Linked DNA regions of Arachis hypogaea: region 2 is linked to region 1. Evidence: chromatin contacts called from public Hi-C data. All regions are on one chromosome and are shown on one strand. The core of a region is the stretch at or near the end of the contact, and the rest is flanking DNA. Distances in the headings are between cores, read along the strand shown. Region 1 holds the start of LOC112716068 (pentatricopeptide repeat-containing protein At3g09650, chloroplastic). Region 2 overlaps LOC112717784.

Region 1 (6,850 bases), core at 2,665-5,164:
ATTGCTAAAAGGTGAGAATATTGAGTGCATTAAATTCGACAGAGTGGTTGAAGGTTTAGGAGAAGTTGAGCAAGGAACGAGCTTCACTATTGAGAATGATTCCACACCAAATATAATAGTGACTTTGATGATCTTGTTGAATCTTCTTTCATTGGATGTGAAATCAATTTTGAGGAGGAACATGCACAACCTCCGAAATATATTTTGAGCAATGAAGATTATATGGAAAAAAGTTGACGAGCAAGAGATGGAATTTGAAGAAGTCAATAATCAAGAGGTGGAGATCATCATACAAGAGTAAAAGGGAATAGAAACAGCCATCGCGTATCCATTGAAAATCTCCTTTCCTAAGTTACTATCATCCAAAATACAAGTTGAGTGGGCAAACGTGTCATTCTTTAACTTTTTTGGCTCACACTAATATGCTTTGTTAGAAACGGATGGTCAACTTAAAACTCTTCTTGGGGTGCTAAGCAAGAAGGAATTGGATGTCGGGTGGCAATGTGAATCAATGTTCACTAAGAATAACATATCAAGACCTAGAGTCCAATGGTAGTGCAAGGATAAATTCATGGGATTTCGAATGAGGATTTTGATCTTAAAGGAGAATTCAAGATTTGTGTCGTCCAGATGGAAGCTTGAAGGTCAACAACAAGGTGGGTGGACAACCAAGATTTGGGACTTCGAAATATATATTCACTAATCAACAATTTCGGGAGCTCATTGCTTGGTTAACAAATCTTTATGATTTGGTTTATATGACTTGGGATCTCGGAGAGCATTTGAAGTCCAAGTATCAATAGAGATTTAAGGATGAATTTAAGTATAAGCCACCATGATAAGAGCCTCACCAATTGTCCAATTTAAGGACTTTAAATAAAAGTGTTAAGTAAGAGACAATCCACCATGGTAAAACCTTCCTAAACTCATCTCTTTTTACTGTTCTTTTACATATTTCTCTTTATTATTGCCATAATTTGGTAGATTTTCAATATGAATTGAATGTTTGATAGTTGAAATAGTGTTGAAAAAAAATATTGTTAATTTGGAGTTTAATTTATTTTTGTGTGTAAATATTATGTTAAAAGGTCTTGTTCATGCTTAAGTTGTGTTTGTTTGAAAAAAAATTTGTTCATAATTTTTTTAATTTGATTATCTTTTTTTATTAGATTTATTAGAATTTTTAGTTAATTTGGAGTTAAATTTGGCTTTAGGATGCTAAAATCTAGTTTAGAAAATCCATTTTGGAATTAGTTAAAAAAAAAACGAAACAGGGAGCTCGCATACGCGAGCATATGCTTCGCGAGGGAAGGGAATCAATGTGAAAATCAAGGTTTTAAAAACCAGATCAGTCATCGAACCGCTCTAGTCACTGATTTACTAGTTCAAACGGTTTAATCATGATCTAACCGAAAAAACTATTTTATAATAAAATAATAAATAAATACTCTAAAGCATAATTATAGTCTAATATGAACTTTAAAATATCTTCTAATTATAAAGTATTATATCAATTAAAATCTAATATAACCTTTGATTTCATAACTATTAACAATCTATTATTTATTAGTCATTATATCACTATTGAACTCAGTAAGATAGTCACAAAAATAAAAATAAAAATTCATTGAATTAACCAAACCAATAACAAATATTCGATCATCTACTCCACTATTTAATTGAGTTAATTCAATTCATCTATTACTTCATTGAATTAAAAACAATGAGCACAAAAGTACAACAATACAGTAAAATTCAGAGTAGAAAAGAACGAACACAATAACAGTGAGCAGAGCTAATCAATAATCATTTAAAGTGATTTCTGAACAAAATATTTATCTAGCAAATTTTATCTAGTGTCAATGAAGTCTTTGGCAAAAAAACCTAGATCTTGATCATCAATCATCTGTAGCAGGAAGCAAAAATAAATTCATGTCATTACCATAGTTTTGGACATCCAAATAAATTCTTATCACTAACAAAAGCATACCAATTTTTGATTTTGTAGGAAAGGGAACAAAAACCATTTCATTAGGCTCCTAAGAAGGGTAATTGACAAAATCATATAGTTTTTTTCCAATGTGGTGCACAAACACAAAAGTTTAAGTACTTAGAAAGCAGAGGTTATATATCACAAATATTTAATCAATAATCAATAAATTAAAATAATAAAATTACAACACAAAACAACAGCACAATAGAATCAGAGCTAATCAATAATCAAATAATCGCTCAACAAAAATTAAACACACAAGAAATATCTAAAAATAAATATCAAACATAAAAGTTTGTCATCAATCATCAAAATTTGTCAAAACTAAAAAGTGTACTAACATTTGTCTGTACTGATATAGGTTAGGCGGAGAGAGAGAGAGAGAGAGATATATATGAGCGAGGGAAACATAGAAAGGTCTATGGTTAGGCCGGAGGGAGCAACAAGGGGGGAGAGTATTGGGGCGGGATCTTCTAGTGTCAAGGAGGGTGTTGGGGTGGGATCAACTGGTGTCAAAGAGGGTGAAAACAAGGGCTTGAAAGTTTCTTTTCGAGATAAAGTTATAGGAGCTTCTAAACCTAAACCTCTATGCATGGATGGTGCACTTGTAGGAGATCGTTTGGCTACTGTGCAAGGCAAACAAGGCGATTCCAAACCTCCAAGTGTTACTTTCTCTGAGGAAGGACTCAAAGCGTTAGCAGAACCTTACTTGGGTTCTATTGTGATAAAAGTTCTTGGCAAGCCTCTTAGCTACTCAGCGATGGTCTTCAAACTCAAGCATGTGTGGAGGCTGCATGGAGGGTACGAAGTTATGGACGTGGGTTTTGGTTATTTCATGATCAAATGTGATTTGATTGAAGATAGAGAGAAAATTCTTTTGGGAGGACTGTGGATGATCCAAGGATATAACTTAGCAGTTAAACCATGGTCTCCGTCTTTTCATCCGAATGATGCTTCCTTTGGAACTACTTTAGTATGGATTCGCATTTCAGGCTTAAACATTCTTTTCTATCAAGAAGAAGCGATGCATCGTATAGCAGCAGCAATTGGTAACCCTATCAAAATTGATCTCGCCACTAAGGAAGCAGAGAGAGGAAGATTTACAAGGGCTTGTGTGGAGATAGACCTGGGGTTGCCTGTTGTCACAGAGGTATTGGTAAATGGTAGCACATATTGCGTTGAATATGAGAGTTTAGATTTAATCTGTGGTACTTATAGGTGTTACGGGCATGTACTAGCAGATTGCAAAACCAATAACAAAGCTCCAGCCTTCATATTAGCGACGAGCTCACCGAAAGAGACTCCTTCTCACCAAGCTCCCTTGGGTGCGGCATCCACTGCATCTTTGGAAAAGATAGGTAGTGGTGCGACGGTGGTTGATGCTCACAATCAATTGAAGATCCTATCACCGGCGGTGTACCAAGTCAAGCAAGTTTTTGAATTTGGAGCAATTAGCGGGAATGATCGTTTGGCTAAGGATAGTGCGGATTTTATGGAGAAGAATGTGCATGCAAATCATGTTCTTGATGAAGGAGTTAATATAAATAATGGATGGACTAAAGTGGGTAGAAAAGACAAGGCTATTCACGTTGTGGATGGGGGTATTAATAAAGGAAATGAATGGAATAAAGTAGTTAGGAAAAGTAAGGCTCCGGTGGGTCCACATTATTCTAATGGTTCAATTGGGCCTATGAATAATAAAACCCAAGCAATAAATAAAGGAGGATATGCAAACATAAAGAGAATAGGCTTTTCTTTGGGCCATAAGGAGACTAAGCTTGGTTCTAATAAGGTGAGGAAAGGGGTCAAGGCCAATAAGGCTGAGGTATTTGGCATCTCTGAAGCGTTTTCAGAAAAAGCTAAACAGAGCATTGTTTCTCATTCTCCTCTTATTGAAACGGCAAGAAAGAGACACAGACCAGCATCTTTGCAATCTTCCCCAGTGAACCAGAATGAAACAGATGCAACGGCGCGTGAAGAAGGGGTTAGTGTGGAAGGTGGACCTACGACAATGGCAAAAGCCGCAGTATGAAGTCGCAAGCTTGGGTACAATTTTTTTTTGTTGATTATGGATAGACTGAATATTTTGATGTGGAATATTAGGGGTGCCTCAAACAAATTGGCACGGGTTCACTGCAAGAAATTAGTTAATAAATTTCATCCATCTTTTTTTATTATTGTTGAAACTCACTCTTCTTTCAATAATTTGAAATCCTTTTGGGAGGGTCTTGGTTATAATATTGTAGGAATTGTTGAAGCTGCTGGGCATAAAGGGGGAATTTGGTTCCTCTCTTCAATTCCCAACTTAACTTGCCAGCTAATAAATAGCTTTGATCAATGCATTACCTTTGATTTTTATTTGGGTTCTTATAATTGGAGGTGTAGTGCAATTTATGCTAGCCCTCAGTTTGAGCATAGAATTCTTCTTTGGGAGTATCTTTCTAGTTTGGCAACTTCTTTTGAAGGCCCTTGGCTAGTTATGGGAGATTTTAATGAAATTCTCAAAGAAGATGAAGTTAATGGAGGTCATTTCTCCAGTCACAGAGCTGCTTTATTCTCCTCAACTTTGGATGATTGTGGGTTTTTTGATCTCCGAATGATAGGCAGAAATTTTACATGGTATAGAAGAGTTCATAATAATATAGATATCGCAAAGAAGCTGGATGGAGTGCTTATCAATAGCTCTTGGCTTTCTTTATTTCCCGAGGCTTATGCTGAAATCTTATGTCATCTTCACTCTGATCATTGTCCTATTTTATTAAGGTGCCATGGTATTTCTCAGCCAAAGGGAGATAGGCCATTCCGTTTCCAAGTTGCTTGAAGTACTCACCCTTCCTTCAAGCAAGTTGTACAAAATGCATGGAGTGGTAATAATCATAGTATCCCTACAAATTTAAATGCTGTTAAGCAAGGGTCCTTGGATTTTAATGCTAAGGTTTTTGATAATATTTTTACTAAGAAGAGGAATTTAGAGAATCAGATCAGCGCCATTCAAAAGAGGTTGGAGGTGACTGATGTTTTTTCATTAAGGATTAAAGAAAAGAAACTTAATGAAGATTATAACCGCATTTTACTTCAGGAGGAGTTGTTTTGGTTTCAAAAGTCAAAGGAACAATGGGTGCGGTTTGGTGACAAAAACACCAAGTTCTTCCACCTTCAAACGTTGATTTGCAGGAGATTTAATAAGATTAATAGGCTATTATTTTTTATGATTCCTGGTCTACAGATTCAGAAATTCTTCAATAAGAAGCCACCTCTTTCTTTAAGAATCTCTTTTGTTCTATAGAGGAGGTAGAAGTTGATTGCTTGGGAGACGTTATTTTGCCTTGCCTTAGTGCTGAAGCTTGTGAGACACTTACTGCTCCAGTGACTCTTGCTGAGGTTAAAGTAGCAGTGTTTAGCATGAACTCCTTTAAGGCTCCAGGTTTGAATGGCTTTCAGACTTATTTCTTTAAGGAGTATTGGGAAATTGTAGGAGTGGATATTTTGGCAACTTGTGAAGAGTGCTTTAAGGGGTAATCTTATTGATACAAGAATCATGGAGACTCTTATTGTGCTTATCCTAAAGGTAGATGTTCCTTCTTATTTCAAGGATTTTCGCCCTATTAGTCTATGTAATGTGGTCTATAAGGTCATCACAAAGGTTCTTGTTAATCGCCTTCGACCTTTTTTTGACAAAGATTATCGGTCCTCTTCAAGGTGGGTTTATCCCAGGGAGGGACGCCCCCGACAATATAATCATTGTTCAAGAGATTCTACACTTCATGAAACAGACCAAGTCCTGTAAAGGAACTCTTGCTTTCAAAATAGACTTGGAAAAAGCTTATGACAGGATTGATTGGCGGTTCCTAGAGCATACTTTGGGCAAGTTTGGTTTTTCTTCGTCTACTATCAAATTAATTATGACTTGTGTTCGAGTTTCCTCGTTGACTTTATTATGGAATGGAAATAGATTAGACAGTTTTGCTCCTAGAAGAGGCCTTCGGCAGGGAGACCCCATGTCTTCCTACCTTTTCGTTTTATGTATGGAGCGCCTAGCTAGGTACATTGCTAATCAGGTTGATTCGGGCATTTGGGATCCAGTGGCAGTGACTAGGGGTGGTCCTAGAATTTCTCATCTCATATTTACAGACGATCTTCTTCTGTTTTGTAAAGTGCAAAAATCTCAGGTAGAATGTGTTATGCATGCCCTCCAAAGCTTCTGTAGAGCATCGGGGATGAATATCAATTTGGACAAATCAAAGGCCCTGTGCTCTAAGAATGTCAATAATAGAAGGAAAGAGCTTTTTACTGGTGTCTCTTCTATCCGCTTTACCCAAGACTTAGGTAAATATCTTGAAGTTAATCTTCACCATGCTAGAGTTACTAGAGCCTCTTTTAATGGTATTGTGGATAAGATCAAAGGTAGGCTTGCTAACTGGAAGGGCAGACTTCTCAATAGAGCCGGCATGCTTTGTCTCATTAATTCAGTAGTGGCTTCCATTCCAACTTATCGAATGTAGGTATCTTTGTTTCCTTCTTCTGTATCTGATAAGATTACATTTATGATGCGGCTTTTTTCTATGAAAAGGAAAGGTTGATGGAAGGGGTTTAAGTCTGACTAATTGGAATACAGTTATAACCCCAAAGAAATTTGGTGGGCTTGGCATTAGAGATCTGGCTTGCGCTAATATTGCTCTGATAGGAAAGATAATTTGGTAGCTCTTTAACTGTTTGAAGAAACTTTGGGTCCAACTGATTTTTCATAAATACCTCAAAAAGTTTGATACTAGTCTCTTCATGCCTCCCAGAAATGCATCTCATGTATGGAGAAGTATTTGCAAGGCCTTTAATCTTCTAAGAGATGGTTTCACATGG
Region 2 (6,850 bases), core at 3,007-5,506, 150 kb after region 1:
ACAGTATCCATTACTTTTCCCCTATGCAGAGGATGGTTATAGGAATGATATAGAGACATCTTTTCGGTACAACATCGATGGTTCTAAAAAGAGGACAAGGATAAGCATGAGAAAGTTCTTTAGTTATCGTGTTCAGATGAAAGGACAAGATTGCCATATGTTGTTACAATCACGTAGGCTTTTCCAACAATTCTTGGTTGATGCATACACAATGATAGAGGCTGAAAGGCTTAATTTTCTTAGATTCAGCCAATGCAAGTTAAGAGTTGAGAATTATAGAGTCCTACACGAATTATTTACTAGAGGTGAAGCTGATGCTGTTGTCACTGGCCAACGTATTATTCTTTTGAGTAGCTTTTCTGGAGGTTCTAAATACATGTTTAACAACTGTAAAGATGCATTTGCTATATGAAAGTATGCTGGCTACCCAAGCTACTTCATAACTATCACATGCAATCCCGAGTGGACTGAGATTAAAAGATTGCTACAAAGAACTGGTTTACAAGCACAAGATCGGCTAGATATGTATCTTGAGTGTTCAAGATAAAACTTAACAATCTGATGAGAGACCTAAAGAATGGTAAATACTTTGGTAAGATAAGTGGATGTAAGTATTGCATTACTTCTATACATTATATAATAATTATTAAGAATCATAACTTTATTATTGAAGTACTCATATTTGCTTCATGTAAACAGATGTTTGCACTATTGAGTTTCAAAAAAGAGGGCTACCACATGCTCATATTCTTTTATTCACACATCCATCTGCAAAGCCAAAATCACCCTCAGATATTGGTAGGCACATTTCTACTGAGATACCTGATAAGAGGTCTAGGCCTAAATTATATGCAGTAGTGGAGAAATTCATGGTTCATGGCCCTTGCGGGAAGTACAACAAGGATAGCCCATGCATGATTAATGGCAGATGCAGTAAATTCTTCCCTAAGCCATTACGTGTTAGGACCATTACTGATGAGGTTGGTTTTCCGAAGTACAAGAGGGTTGATAATGGTCGTACTACATCAAAGAGGAACGTGTTGCATGATAATTCATATATTGTTCCTTACAATCCATCTTTGTTATTAAAGTATGGTTGTCACATTAATGTCGAGCATACATGTTAAACTTCTTCCATTAAGTACTTATTCAAATATGTACACAAAGGAAATGATAGAGTCACTGCATCATTCTTCCAGACATCGGATGATGGTTGTGGAATGCAAGTTGTTGACAAAATACGTAATTACTATGATTGCAGCTACATATCTGCAAGTGAAGTAGCTTGGAGAATATTTGGTTATGATATTCAAGTGAAAGAACCTGCTATTATTAGACTTCCATTTCATCTACCAAATGAGCATTCGATTGTTTTTAGAGACAACGAAAGCATAGAAGATGTAATTGAACGTGCCAATGGGAAGCTGACTAAACTATTGGCATGGATGGCTGCTAACAAAAGATATGAAATTGGTAGGGCACTTACATATAGTGAGTTTCCGAATAAATTTGTATGGAAGAAGGATCATTCTATGTGGGTTCCAAGGAAGATAGGCTTCTCAATAGGTAGGCTAAGCCATATACCGCGTGGTAATGGTGAAAATTATTACTTAAGACTTCTACTTAACATCCAACGTGGTTGTACAAGCTTCAGAGACATACGTACAATGGAAGGGGTTTCATATAGTTCTTTTAAAGGCATATGCTATGCACTTGGTCTCCTCCATGACGATAGAGAATTCATTGATGCAATTCTAGAAGCTAGCACATGGGCTTCAGCTAAATACCTTCGTGGACTTTTTGTTGTTTTGTTAATCTCAAATACACTTTCTAGACCGTAATGTTTGGAAAATATGCTACAAACATTTTGCAGATGATATTTTGTTTGAAATGAGAAGGACACACTATAATCAAGGTAATACATGCAATATGTAGAATACTATATTTATCTTACATTAACAATTTAAGACATTATTTTTTCACAATATCTGTGTTCTTTTGTACTTTTTTTGGATGTAGAGTTGTGCTTAACAGATGAACAGATTCTGAACCTCACTCTCATAAAGGTTGAAGAACAGATGCAAACAAATGGCAGATCACTTAGAGATTTTAAAACCATGCCATACCTATGTGAAAATGATATTGATGGTTTAGATGATAGAATGATTATTGATGAGCTTAATTTTGACCATGGTATCTTACATTTACGATGCAATGAGTCAATACAGAAAATGACTGATGAACAATGCCATGCATTTGATGAGATTGTTAAGGCTGTTCAGTTAAATTTAGGTGGATTCTTCTTTCTATATGGATACGGTGGAACTGGTAAAATATTCCTGTATACAGCACTCTCAACTGTAATAAGAAGCAAGGGTGATATTGTGCTAAATGTTGCATCAAATGGTATTGCTGCTCTCTTACTACCTAATGGGTGCACTGCTCATTTGAGGTTTAGGATACCATTTAATATTAACGAGGACTCTGTTTGCAATATTAAACAAGGTTCATCATTAGCCCGTCTGATTTGCAAGGCAAAATTTATCATATGGGACAAGGCTCCAATGTTAAGTAAGTACTGTTACGAAGCTTTAGACAAGTCGCTGAAGGACGTCTTGAGGTTTGAAACTAACTACAATCAGGATGAACCTTTTGGTGGTAAGGTTGTGGTATTAGGTGGTGATTTTAGACAAATTCTACCCGTCATTCCTATGGGTTCACGTCAAGACATCATTCAAGCATCAATAACATCATATCTATGGAATCGATGCAAAGTATTGAAACTCACCAAGAACATGAGGCTTAATAGTGGGGTAAACTTACTACACCAGGTAGAAGTCGATGAATTTGCAAAATGGATTCTTTTGATTGGAGATGGTTTAACTGGTGACTCAACAGATGGTGAATCTGAGGTATTGATTCCAGATGAGTTAATCATACCTGATGAAGACAATTCTTTCGAAAGGTTGGTACGATTTGTTTATCCAAATTTTTTGTCTGGATGTAAAGAACCTGATTATTTCAAGGAACGTACCATCCTTGCACCTACGTTGGAAGTAGTGAACGAGGTAAACAACAACATGATGGAATCACTGCCAGGTGATGAAAGGATTTACTTGAGTTCTGATTCATTATATGTAGAGGAGAGTAACATGGAGGTTGAGTTGGATACATTTAGTATGGATGTTTTGAATGCAACAAATTGCTCAGGGATATCTCCACATAAATTAAAATTAAAACCTGGAGTACCTGTCATGCTTCTTAGAAATATTAACCAATCAAACGGTCTTTGCAATCGTACCAAGTTACAAGTCAGAAGGATAGGCAAGCATGTTATTGAGTGCATGGTTTTGACCAGGAATAGATCAGGTCAGGTTATATTGATACCTCGAATAAACATGGTTCTAAATAATGAGATTCTACCATTTAAATTTTAGCAAAGGCAATTCTTAATGATAGTTTCTTTTGCCATGACAATTAACAAGTCAAGAATAAACTCTTACCAGGGTTGGATTATTTTTACCAAAACCAGTTTTCACACATGGATAATTCTATGTTGCATTATCAAAAATTAAGTCAAAAAATGAAATTAGATTACTGATTCAGAATAAGACGGAGATGAACTCAAACTCTACCATTAATGTTGATTCAGAATAAGACGGAGATAAACTCAAACTCTACCATTAATGTTGTGTATCGCGAGGTGTTTAATAATCTTCATTCATAAAGGTTATGCTCTAAAAAATATCTTTTTAATTACACTATTTGTTTAATCCATTTTTTTATCAAACAACCAATAAAAAACTATGTTTAACTTCAGTTTTCTTAATTTATTGCCGTGCATCGCATGAGCTATTTCACTACTACTTATCTAAAATGATCAAAGATATTTCACAATATGCTTGTCCATTGAAATTTTCTTCTTCACCGGCTTGGAAAAAATAAACCTGCAACTCCAAAGAACAAGAAACCTTCAAATGAAAAAAAAAAACGGTGGTGGAAAGAAAGGCATGCGAGGAAGAGAGTTAACCAATTTAGCCTTTCAGACTTCTGAATGATGAGTGAGATGAGAGAGTGTCAATGTGCATCTGGAATCACGGACCACACAGCGCTCCTCGCATGCACGCCACGGAACATTCCAACAAATCGGTATTATTGATTTCCATCTGAACTCCCAGCCAAGATCTTCGATCCAACGGTTGCTGGCTATCCTATCTCCCTCTCTTTTCACGCGGGGCCTCTCTTTATCTCTTACCACGTGTCACTTCCCATCAAATCGTTACTCTCATCTTTCTAAGCTAATCCTAGCCGCTAGATTGTTGATCCAACACTTCCTGATTATTCTTCCTCTTCACTCAGATTGTTAGTAACGATTTCCTACAAATCGACGCTAACGTCAAGGCCTGGTCAGCCGTCGTCAGCCGCTTCGCTTCTTACAATGACAATGGCCCTGCCGAGGCTTTCCGTCTTTTCAAGGGCATCACCCGCCGCCTCCGAAAACTCTCCAGTGGCGACGTAGTCGCCGCAGCATCAATGCCTGACATCGCTGCATTCAATGCGGTGCTTAATTCCTATGCCAATTTGGGTGACTCTAACATGTTCTTGCAGGTATTCAATGAAATGCCTCAATACGACGTCGTTCCTGATGCATTCAGTTACAACATTTTGATGAAGCTGTGTTGTAGAACTGGTAGGAACCACTTGCTTGTTTATGTTTTGGAGAGGATTCTTCAATTAGGGATTTCATTTTGTGTCACAATTTTGCATTGCATTGTCGCCTCTTATGTTGATCTTGGCGATTTAGAAACTGCTGAGAGATTAGTTCTGGCAATGAGGGAAGGAAGAAGGGATCTTTCTAGGATAATAAGGGAAAGAGAACGAGAAATTGAGTTGAATTTAGAACAATTAAATGAGAGTGATGATAATGATGCCGACGTTGACGTTGAGAATGTTTTTGCCAAATTGCTTCCGAATTTCATGGAATCTAACGGTTGCAATGATTTGCCGTTGTTGCCAAAAGCTTATGCTCCAAATACTAGAATGTACACCACTCTGATGAAGGGTTATATGAAAGCTGGGAGGGTTACTGATATTGTGAGGATGCTAGAGGCAATGCGCCGGTAGCCTTCCTAATCATGTTTCTTATACCACCGTGGTTTCGGCACTTGTGAAGGCTGGTTACATGGATAGGGCACGACAAGTTCTTTCTGAAATGATGAGGATTGGCGTGGCAGTGAATCGAATAACATATAATGTTCTTCTTAAGGGTTATTGCAATCAATTTCAGATAGATAAAGCAAGAGAGTTGATTAAGGAGATGGTTGATGATGGAGGTATTCAGCCTGATCTGTTGTCCTATAACATACTGATTGAATGGGTGCATATTGGTTGATGACAGTGTTGGGGCTCTCGGCTCCTACAATGAAATGAGAACAAGAGGGATAGCTCCCATCAAGGATAGTTACACGACAATGATGAAAGCTTTCACATTCTTTGACCAGCCGAAGCTGGCTTACAAGGTCTTTGATGAAATGTTGAATGATCCTCGAGTGAAGGTGGATGTGATCACATGGATCATGTTTGTTGAAGGGTATTTCAGGTTGAGTTTGGTTGAAGAAAGCAAAGAAAGTAATTCAAAAGATGAAGGACGAGGGGTTCCACCCTGATGTGGGAACTTACGAAAGCTTTGCAAATGGAATCACATTGGCAAGAAGGCCAGGAGAAGCACTTTTGCTTTGGAATGAAGTGAAGGAGAGGTGGGAGATAGTAAAAAAAGGTTCAAAACATAATTCTTGTGTTCCTCCTTTTAAGCCAGATGAAGGGTTTTTAGATACCTTGGCTGATATATGTGTGAGGGCTGCATTCTTTAGAAAGGCTTTGGAGATTGTGGCTTGCATGAAAGAAATTGGTATATCCCCAAAAAAGACCAAGTTCACTAGAATCTATGTGGAGATGCATTCAAGAATGTTCACCAGCAAGCATACTTCAAGGGCAAGGCAAGACAGGAGAATAGAGAGGAAAAATCTGCTGAGGCCTTTAAGTTTTGGCTTGGCTTGCCAAATTCTTATTATGGAAGTGAGTGGAGGTTAGAACCTATTGAGGGCTATAATGATAGCACCTCCTCTGGTTTGGTTTAATTGACTGGTCTCATTAGAAGGCGATCTCAAAATACATATATAAACACTCATTGGATTTAGAGGAATGTCACGATGTTAGTAGGGTGGCCAGTGTGGAACCCTCTTGAACTTTTCTGTTACCCAAGAAATATACCTATAGAATGTAGAAACCAAGTTAATAAAAAAAAAAGAGAGAGAGAAGAATAACAAGACCAAGACCAAGTAGTGATAGAGAACGTGGAGCATGAAGAAAACAAAGGGCAGGTGGCGGAGGGTGAGCCCGTCGCGCAGGCTGCAGCAGCACCACCACCACCAGAAGTAGCAGCACCAGTAGGGGGAACTGGTGGAGATGGTGGCGGCGGCCAGAAGAAGTGGCCCGGGTGGCCTGGCAAGAGTGTCTTCCGTATGTTAGTTCCTGCGCAGAAGGTTGGATGTATTATTGGACGTAAAAGAGAGTTCATTAAGAAGATTGCGGAGGAGACACATGCTCGCATTAAGATTCTTGATGGTCCTCCAAGAACTTCTGAAAGGGCTGTAAGTAATCCTAATTTCCCTTCTATCAATTGGAAGTATATTAAGTTGAATGTATGTTGGTGACTCGTTAAGCTCAAGCTTCTTTATTATTGCCCTGGAGGGATGGTTTTGTTGTTGCTTAAGCTAATTACTATTGATGGAGAATTATTGATATGGGATCTCTTCTTTGTTCTTTCTGATGTTTTCCTTACTCCATTTGG

The links. Hi-C and Micro-C count contacts between places; a contact is called where the count stands out from the background.
Region 2: a Hi-C map of leaf shows a contact between it and region 1, with 2.6 times the contacts expected there. The contact joins the enhancer-like site here to the promoter of LOC112716068 in region 1. A contact is called at or near these places in 2 of 8 Hi-C or Micro-C datasets (both in leaf).

Annotation. Positions count from the first base shown.
Region 1 is chr10:97,691,554-97,698,403 of arahy.Tifrunner.gnm2.J5K5, forward strand. It overlaps LOC112716068 (pentatricopeptide repeat-containing protein At3g09650, chloroplastic), which reads left to right and starts at 3,915. Exons shown (of 3, transcript XM_025767921.3): 1 at 3,915-4,039.
Region 2 is chr10:97,841,690-97,848,539 of arahy.Tifrunner.gnm2.J5K5, forward strand. LOC112717784 reads left to right here. Exons shown (of 8, transcript XM_025769727.1): 4 at 1-335; 5 at 700-1,090; 6 at 1,178-1,566; 7 at 1,835-1,915; 8 at 2,020-3,437. The coding sequence ends at 3,437. It also overlaps the pseudogene LOC112717785. Among protein-coding and RNA genes, the nearest start is that of LOC112717784, 5.3 kb to the left of the region's middle. Within about 2 kb of position 4,257, at least 2 of the 3 cell types and tissues checked have open chromatin away from gene starts, as enhancers often do.